3 separate regions of the Mus musculus genome follow, and regions 1 and 3 are each linked to region 2. The links are chromatin contacts, called in public HiChIP or PLAC-seq maps. All regions are on one chromosome and are shown on one strand. The core of a region is the stretch at or near the end of the contact, and the rest is flanking DNA. Distances in the headings are between cores, read along the strand shown. Region 1 overlaps Camkmt (calmodulin-lysine N-methyltransferase). Region 2 overlaps Lrpprc (leucine-rich PPR-motif containing). Region 3 holds the start of Slc3a1 (solute carrier family 3, member 1).

The links. HiChIP or PLAC-seq counts read pairs in DNA pulled down with a chosen protein or histone mark.
Region 1: a contact with region 2 is called in an H3K27ac HiChIP or PLAC-seq map of embryonic stem cells, with 5 read pairs. The contact joins two enhancer-like sites. A contact is called at or near these places in 3 of 115 datasets of contacts at active chromatin or transcription factors (T-cell acute lymphoblastic leukemia, embryonic basal ganglia and embryonic stem cells).
Region 3: an H3K27ac HiChIP or PLAC-seq map of epiblast stem cells shows a contact between it and region 2. The contact joins the promoter of Slc3a1 here to the enhancer-like site in region 2. A contact is called at or near these places in 4 of 39 promoter capture datasets (the HPC-7 cell line, fetal liver, hematopoietic stem and progenitor cells and 1 more), 2 of 484 Hi-C or Micro-C datasets (the G1E-ER4 cell line and liver), 2 of 115 datasets of contacts at active chromatin or transcription factors (embryonic stem cells and epiblast stem cells) and 2 of 9 other capture datasets (adipose tissue and pancreatic islet).

Annotation. Positions count from the first base shown.
Region 1 is chr17:85,161,818-85,164,517 of GRCm38.p6, reverse strand. The region is part of intron 3 of Camkmt (calmodulin-lysine N-methyltransferase); the gene reads right to left. It overlaps Gm36826 (a long non-coding RNA gene), which reads right to left. Exons shown (of 3, transcript XR_877067.3): 3 at 557-2,480. Among named protein-coding and RNA genes, the nearest start is that of Gm36826, 5.1 kb to the right of the region's middle. Within about 2 kb of position 1,322, at least 39 of the 459 cell types and tissues checked have an H3K27ac peak or open chromatin away from gene starts, as enhancers often do. A contact at or near this core is called in embryonic stem cells, where this site is marked.
Region 2 is chr17:84,757,231-84,759,930 of GRCm38.p6, reverse strand. The region is part of intron 14 of Lrpprc (leucine-rich PPR-motif containing); the gene reads left to right. Among named protein-coding and RNA genes, the nearest start is that of Lrpprc, 32 kb to the left of the region's middle. Within about 2 kb of position 1,295, at least 34 of the 459 cell types and tissues checked have an H3K27ac peak or open chromatin away from gene starts, as enhancers often do. A contact at or near this core is called in embryonic stem cells, epiblast stem cells and hematopoietic stem and progenitor cells, where this site is marked.
Region 3 is chr17:85,027,084-85,029,783 of GRCm38.p6, reverse strand. Slc3a1 (solute carrier family 3, member 1) reads right to left here and starts at 1,437. Exons shown (of 10, transcript NM_009205.2): 1 at 926-1,437. The coding sequence starts at 1,352.

The DNA.
Region 1 (2,700 bases), core at 73-2,572, 400 kb before region 2:
AGCTCCTGTGTCAAAATACTCAGAACACTGTGGCTCAAAATAGAAAAGATAGAACCCAATTATCAGACTGATTTGTAGTTCCAAGTCTTCAAATCACCTTCTACAGAAGCACTCACTAATTGATATCGACAGAGGGATACAGCAGAAAACTGAAACCTTCTTGTCTATAGATATATAGAGATGATACAGACACAGATGGTTAATTGATAGATAGATAGATAGATGTTAGATAGATAAAGCAATAGATAGGTAGATAGATAGATAGATAGATAGATATTAGATAAATAGATGTTTGATAGATGATATATAGATATAGATGGATAGATAGATACACAGATGCATAGATACATAGATAGGTGATAGATGATAGATACATAGATGATAGATATTTAGATGATAGATTATAAATAGATAAGATAGATGATAGATACATACATACATAGATACATAAATACATAGATATATAGATACATAGGTGATAGATACATAGATGATAGATTAAAAATAGATAAGACAGATAGATGATAGATACATAGATGATAGAGAGATGGATAGATAGATAGATAGATAGATAGATAGATAGATAGATAGATAGATAGATAAAAATAGATGATAGATACAGAGATATGGGGGAAGCAGGAGAAAAACTCAACAAATTAAAGGGTATTACTTATTCTGTATTGGGTTAAGAAATTATAACTGCTTTTTTTATACAGTTAAGCATGTATATTTGATGACTCCATAAAACACTATATTTAGCTGGGCAGTGGTGCTGCACACCTTTAATCCCAGCACTTGTGGGGACCACAGGCTGGTTGGATCTCTGAGTTCGAGGCCAACCTGGTTATACAGAGAAACCTTCAAGAAAGGAAAGAAAGAGAGAGAGAGAGAAAGAGAGAGAGAGAGAGGAAGGAAGGAGGATATTCTTGTCCTAGAACATGCTAGAATACAACACAATACCAAGTAAATTAAGATCCACGGCCTTGGCAACGAGAGCTACTCTCTCGATGAGAATGGTGAAGATTCAGGCCAGAGAGTCAGCACTCTGATCTTGTAGCTCACTCACAGTTTAGTCTGCATCTTCTCACCTACCAGCAATGATTGCAGCAGATTGTTAGTCATAGTTTAAAGGTCAAAGAGTTTTATAATCCTGAAAACTCATGATGTGGGCAAAGGATAACTATTTTCTAGCAAGTCAAATCAAAAGCCATGAAGAGCATGAAGACGTCTCAAACAGAAAAAGAGACTGGAATATAAATATGTACTGAGTCACAGGGAAAGTGTTCTGACATTTAAACAGACAGCAAGTGAGCAGGAAAAGTTACCAAGAAAGTGGAGCTGGGACAAAGACAGGGTAGGGCGTAACCTGGGTGGGGACAGGCACAGCACTGAATGCGCACATTCCTCTCTCAAGGTGTGGAATTCAGGCAGAAGGGCTGATGTAACACAAGCTATTTTGAGAAAAAGCAGAAATATCAATACAGCTATAAAGGGAGAATTCTGACCCCTCCAACTTAAAAGGAGTTCGTTGGAAAAATAATGCCATTTAAAAAAAAATGGTTAATGAGAAAAAACAAGGGACAAAGGTTTTGTGGCTTAAAATCAGCAACCATAGCACAGAATGGTGAGAGTGAGGGTACATCTGTGGAACATGAACGGGAATGCCTAGGATGGGCTGGCAAAGTTCAAGGCCATCCTAGACTATAAAGACAGTCTATCTCAAAAATCAACAAAGAAAGAAGAGGGAAGGGGAGGGGACAGAAAGGGAGGGGAGGGCAGCGAGGGGAAGGGAATGAATGCGCTACTTAAGAGACTGTGACACACAACTTCAGTCTCAGTTACTCAGGAGACCAGAGGCTGAGGGATCACTTGACTCCAGGAACTTCCGGTTAGACAAACATGGTAAAAGGATAAAGTAAGTGTGCTCTGTTCCTAAGCCCCTTTCTGATGGAGATGACCTCTGCCCTGTGACCCTAAAGGAACTGACCTAAAAAGAAAGTCCCAGAGGTCAGCAAAACTAGAAACAAGGAGGCATAGCTCTCTGAGTCCTACTCAATTACCTCATAACTGCATCGCCTGACCGTGCGAGAGCGGGAAAGGTAGGAAACAAGGAGGCATAGCTCTCTGAGTCCTACTCAATTACCTCATAACTGCATCGCCTGACCGTGGGAGAGCGGGAAAGGTAGGAAACAAGGAGGCATAGCTCTCTGAGTCCTACTCAATTACCTCATAACTGCATCGCCTGACCGTGGGAGAGCGGGAAAGGTAGGAAACAAGGAGGCATAGCTCTCTGAGTCCTACTCAATTACCTCATAACTGCATCGCCTGACCGTGGGAGAGCGGGAAAGGTAGTTTAAGTAGGCCGTTCGTTCGTTTGTTCGTTCGTTCGTTCGTTCGTTCATTCTTCAGGGTTGCACATCGCATGCTGAGCTACACATACACAGTCAGCATTTGTGCATTTCCACCTGTCAGTCATTTTCCTAGCGTAACAAGATGCAGACAATGATGAATGAGCTTGAAAATTCCAAATGGGAGTCTATTCTTGAAAAGTTTTTAAATTATTGCTACATAAATGCTGTAAAATAAATGTTAAAATGTTTCAAAAGGGGCTGGAGAGATGGCTCAGCGGTTAAGAGCACTGACTGCTCTTCCGAAGGTCCTGAGTTCAAATCCCAGCAACCACATGGTGGCTCACAACCA
Region 2 (2,700 bases), core at 46-2,545:
TAAAATTACACGAGGGTAATTACAGTCCTTTATGTCAACGTTAATATAGTCAAGTCTTTAATGTGTTGTTAGAATAAATAGCAATATATTTTAAAATGTTGCAGAACATTCTGTGTAGTAGTCAAGCCACCTATTTTGTGTACTTTGGAGAGTCCTGTTATATGTGATCAAATTTAGAATAGAATTAGAATTGACTCAGCACTGAAAAAAAAACCAGAGACCAACCAGCCAATCAACCAAACAAAAAAGCCCAATGTTTTGGGCTGGAGAGACGGCTCAGCAGTCAAGAGCACTGACTGCCCTTCCAGAGGTCCTGAGTTCAATCCCCAGCAACCACATGGTGACTCATATCCATCTGTAATGGGATCTGATGCCCTCTTCTGGTGTGTCTGAAGACAGCCACACTGATGGCCTTTCTCAATTGGGTTTTCTTCTTAGAGGACTCTGCCTTGAGTCAAGTGGTTAGAAGTCTACCTAACACACTTTCCTTTTTAAATACATTATTATTGTTGGGTAGGGGACGGTGCATGTGGGCTTCAGAGGAGCTGATGTTCTCCCTTCACCTTACTCTCCATCCAATGTGCATCACGGGCTGTGCTGTGAGCAGCCTTTACTTGCCACGCCAGCTTACTGGCTTGTGTCTCCATCTCTGGCCTACCGAATGCAGTCTTCTGAAACCCATGCAGACCTTAAGCTTCCTGTGTGGCTGAGAGTGGCCTTGAACTTGTGATCCTCCTCCCACCTCCGGTGCTGGGATCATAGGTAGTACCACCCCTTCCGCTGTGTGCCACCTGAGATACATGCCCAGCCCATTTCATAAGAATTTTGAGAGTGCTGGAAAGCCGCTCCGGGAAGGGCTGTTAGGTACCACCAGCCCTGGCCATGCCTGCTGCAGGGAACCTGGCTGTGGGGCCTTCGGAAAATTGTTAAAACATGCAATGCTGTCTTTCCAAAGATAAAAACCAAAAAACATTTAACATTAGGGTATGCCTCTATATATGGTTTTCTACTTTATAAATTGTTTAATAGCATACATAGATAAAATCACTTAAGTTTCAGTCATTTAAGTTTAAAGCCTTTTTTTATTATAATGAGATTTTCTACTTCAAATTTTCTAAAAAAAAATGAAGCTGCACAAAAAATATTTTGAGGCCTTAGGACATACATAGCTGAGTTTGTAGATTGCTTGCCCAGCACGCCGTTTCCCTGAGTTGGCCCCTAGCGCCACGTGAAGTGGATGGAGCAAGATGATCTGTGCCTGTGATCTCAGCCCTCTGGAGGTGGAGGCAGGAGCATGAGCAGTCAGCACATCCTCTCGGGCTTCACACATGTAAATAAGTCACAGTTGGAGCTCTCAGTCAAACGTAGGATGCGGTTTTGTTTAGAAAGAGTAAGACTTTTCTTTCCTCTTACCAACGGTAAAACAAAAGTGTAAGTGGAAAGGAGCCGAGGGCTCCCTTGGCTTGTGGTTGAAAGTCCTGCCATTGTGGGAGGCGGCTTCTGCACTCAAGTCAGCAGCCCCTTGAGGAGATGTTAAAGCACTGGGAAGGGGCAGACCAGGGTTCTCTGCGTAAGAGCTCTTTGGTCAGGATGGACTTTGTGACTTAATTCACAGCACTCTGAACAGTCTGGGTGTTGTTTGGGAAGGTTGCCAGCCATACGTTGAAATGAAAGATCTGGTTTCTTGAACCTAAACTGTGTAAGTCATTATTACCCTTACTGGAGTCATCAAATCAATGCCAGATCTTCAGGTCCTCTTTGTAAACAGAGGATGAGATGCCGTTGATGTTGTCTGACCTCACCAGAACTGAGAGATGGGATGTTTGCTCCTAATTCCTAATTGGTATAGGAAATGCGCCAAAGGCTTAAGCAGAAGGCGTCATGGGGAAATAAGCCCAGGTCACTGTGTTGGTTTTGTCTTTTGTCTCATTGTTGCTCCCCTTGGCCATCAGAAGGTCTGTCTGCCCTGTCTGTCTGTCTGCTCCATTTCTAGCTTAGCCACGCAGACTTTAAAGGAGGAGCTGGTGGAGAGCTGTCAGCAGCACAGACCTTGGAACCCAGACACCTCTGACCTTAAACTCCATAACACGATCCAAATGTTAATGTCTTCTTACAAATTGTCCTCCCAAACTCCATTATCACTCTAGAAAAAGCTTGCTTAAAACCGGTAGTCAATCCACAGCAGAAATAGTACCAGTGTTTTTTCAGTCCTATTCTTCACAACAAAACAAACCCATCCTTAAGTAAAACAGACTAAAATTAAGGGTAGTGTAGGAAAAACAACAACAAAACTGTCCTTTACAAGTTCTGTCTTCTCAGAAATTTAATTTGTGGGTAAAACAGAAGCAAGAATTATTTGTTAATTTATTAGTGGCAGATGCCAAGGTTCATAGCCGTGGTATCTGGGTTCAAATGGTTTCTTTTCTGTTTTCTTTTTAAGATTTATTTATTTAATTTATGTATATGAGTACATTGTAGCTGTCTTCAGACACACCAGAAGAGGGCATCAGATCTCATTACAGATGGTTGTGAGCCACCATACGGTTGCTGGGAATTGAACTCAGGTCCTCTGGAAGACCATTGAGCCATCTTTCCAGCCCAGAAGAAGGCATTCTTAATAGTGTAAAATTGCCACAGAAGCTGAGTATATACAGCTGGACCTGAGGACAAAGCTCAGCGGTCATGGCAAGTCCACATTCA
Region 3 (2,700 bases), core at 188-2,687, 270 kb before region 2:
GAAACAACCGGACAGGGTACAAAAAGAAGCCTTTCATTAAGGAGGTGGGGGTGTGCTCACGCACTGACTCTACCACACCATCTTGGTTTCTTCTTCAAACAAATAATCATTGCAAGAAAAGAATTTCCTTCCTAGTTTATCTCTTCTTACTGCACGCCCTTTAAAAATATTCTCTCTCTCTGTCTCTCTCTCTCTCTCTCTCTCTCTCTGTGTGTGTGTGTGTGTGTGTGTTTAGTCCAGGATGTCCTGGAACTCATTACAAGCAGAGGGATAGCAACCAACTCTATTCTGTCCTAAACCACGGTGACCCAGCCAATCCAGTTTACGCCCACTGTCTAGCAGTTTCAATCTTAACATGACCGATGGAGCATTCAATTATAAGGATAAGAAATTACATATAGGACTTTTAGTTTAATTTTAAAAAATACAAAATTTTGGTTCTATTCTTCTACTACTATGGCTATTGCTGTGGGAAATCCATTATTAGGCAACAACTAACACACTGTTGGTTCTAGCTTGCTCTCCTCTCTCAGGATTGAAACTTGAAGAGTCTTCCCCTTCCGCAGACATCACATTTATATAACACGATGTATTTATTAATAAACTCTCAGCTAGACTACAAGCTGTGCCTGTGCCAGGAGAGCTAGTCTCAGATGAAACACGGAGCTACAAAATTTCAGGATCGACGAGTGAACATGTGCATGGGTTTAGTGGACGAGAGATTCAACAACCCCGTGGCTCTAAAGCCTTCAGCAGATAGCCTTGCATCAAGAGCAAGGCTTGCTGACTTCTGCTGCGTGGGGCTTGAATTAACTCCCAGGAAATGGGTGCCAGCCACCCTGGAATGTGCTTACAACACAAGCCAGGCACAGAATGGGGCCACAAACCACCCTCCACTAGTTGGTCCTGAGCGGCGAACACGCACCTTTCAGGTCTCCATTCCCATCCTTGTCACTGTCCTTAAAAGACCTCGGGTAGATCTGGTATATGGGACCTGCTTGCCACCAGTCAAGGCATTTTGGAGAGATGACGATGATGGCTATGGTGGCTCCAATGAGCAGGAACACGGAAACCACGGTGAGCCAGAAGAGGATCTCTCGGGGCACCCGGTAGCGAGCCTGGCCGGAGAACTGGAAGAGTACTTCCTTGGGCATCCCTGCATAGGGCCGCACCGCCTTTAGGTGAGGCTCCTCTGGAGCAGGGATACTCACGGCGTTGGGCTGTGGGGTGTCCCTGGAGCCTGGGTCTGGGTCCTGCTCCGGAATGTCTTCATTTTGGACAAACCCGTTATTGGTTCGGCATCCCTTCAAACTCATTTGGATGGGGTCTCTCTTGCCTTTGTCCTCATCCATGTCTACCCTGTGTAGCTCTTCCTGGTGCTTTCCAGCAGGGACAGAGGTAGAAAGGTGTCTTGCTGAGCGCTGTGCTTTGTTAATGAGCTTTGAATGGTTTATAAATAATCATGGCTGGACTTTGTCCAGCCAAGGAAGATTGCGTAAAGTTCAATAAAGGGGGTCGGGAGGAGGGGTGTGTGTGTGTGTGTGCAAAAATTATCTTTATACCGGGTGGCTGACTCATCTACAGTAACAGTATGTGAAGGAGGAGACTGCGGAGAAGAGGCAGGGTCCAAACGCTGTAAGATGCTACTTGTGTGAGTACCAACTGCCTACAGTAATGCGATTCACAAAACTACAAAGGATGGTGGGGACCCAGAGAGATGGGCAATGTGAAATGAACGCACAGAAATTATTCCCTGAAAGGGGAAACAAGTCTGATACATACTACAGGATGGATGGGCTTTGGGGACATTATGCTGAGGAAAAAAAAAAAAAAACACATCCAAGACAAATATTGTGTGGTTCCCCTTCGAGAAAGAACCTATAGTCACAGAAGCAGAAAACAGACGGGTGCTTGTGGGTTTCAGAGGAACTGTGGGAAACTGTTGGCCAATGGAATAGAATTCCACCTGGGGATTTTGATGAGTTTTCGAGATGGACAATTGTGGTCCTACAACAACGCAGACCATTTGCCACTGAGCCAATTATTAAAGAAATGGGTAGTGTTAAATCTGTTTTACAATGGTTGAAGCATCATGTTCTTTCTTTAGCTAGGTATAAAAATGATCTTGAACTAATAAGGAGAAACTGGCTGTCCCCTTTTTTTTTTAAAGTGTCTTCCTATAGACCCACGGAGGTGGCTCTGGAGGCAGGCAACATCATTTTATCCCAGGCTGACTCCAGACAGCCCTTGTGTATGACTAAGCTCTGTATGTGTGCTCAAACATTCTTGTAAGCACTTCCAGGAGGTGGGGGAGCAGGATGCTGAGCACTGCAAGTTCATGCGTTGTACTACATGCACACAGTCTTTAATCCTTGCACGTAACAGTTGTTTAATCATTGACAAGTGTAGGACACATTTGCAAGTCCCCAGAAACTTGCTGAAAGGCTGGCCTTAGAGATTCCCCAGGTCTCAAGGAATGAGATGATCAGCCACACTTGGAAGCTTTGATTAGACTTTTTTTTTTAATTAAAAAAATTGTGTGTGTGTGGGTGGGTGGGGGGGATGCGGTGTTGAGAGACGGTTCAGTGGACACTGTCAAGTTGGATGTCTCCTTCCACTTTGCCTGGGTTCTGGGGTCGAACCCAGGTGCAGCACCCGTTGTTTCCTGTTGTCTGGGTGCCCAATACTACAGGGTTTTCT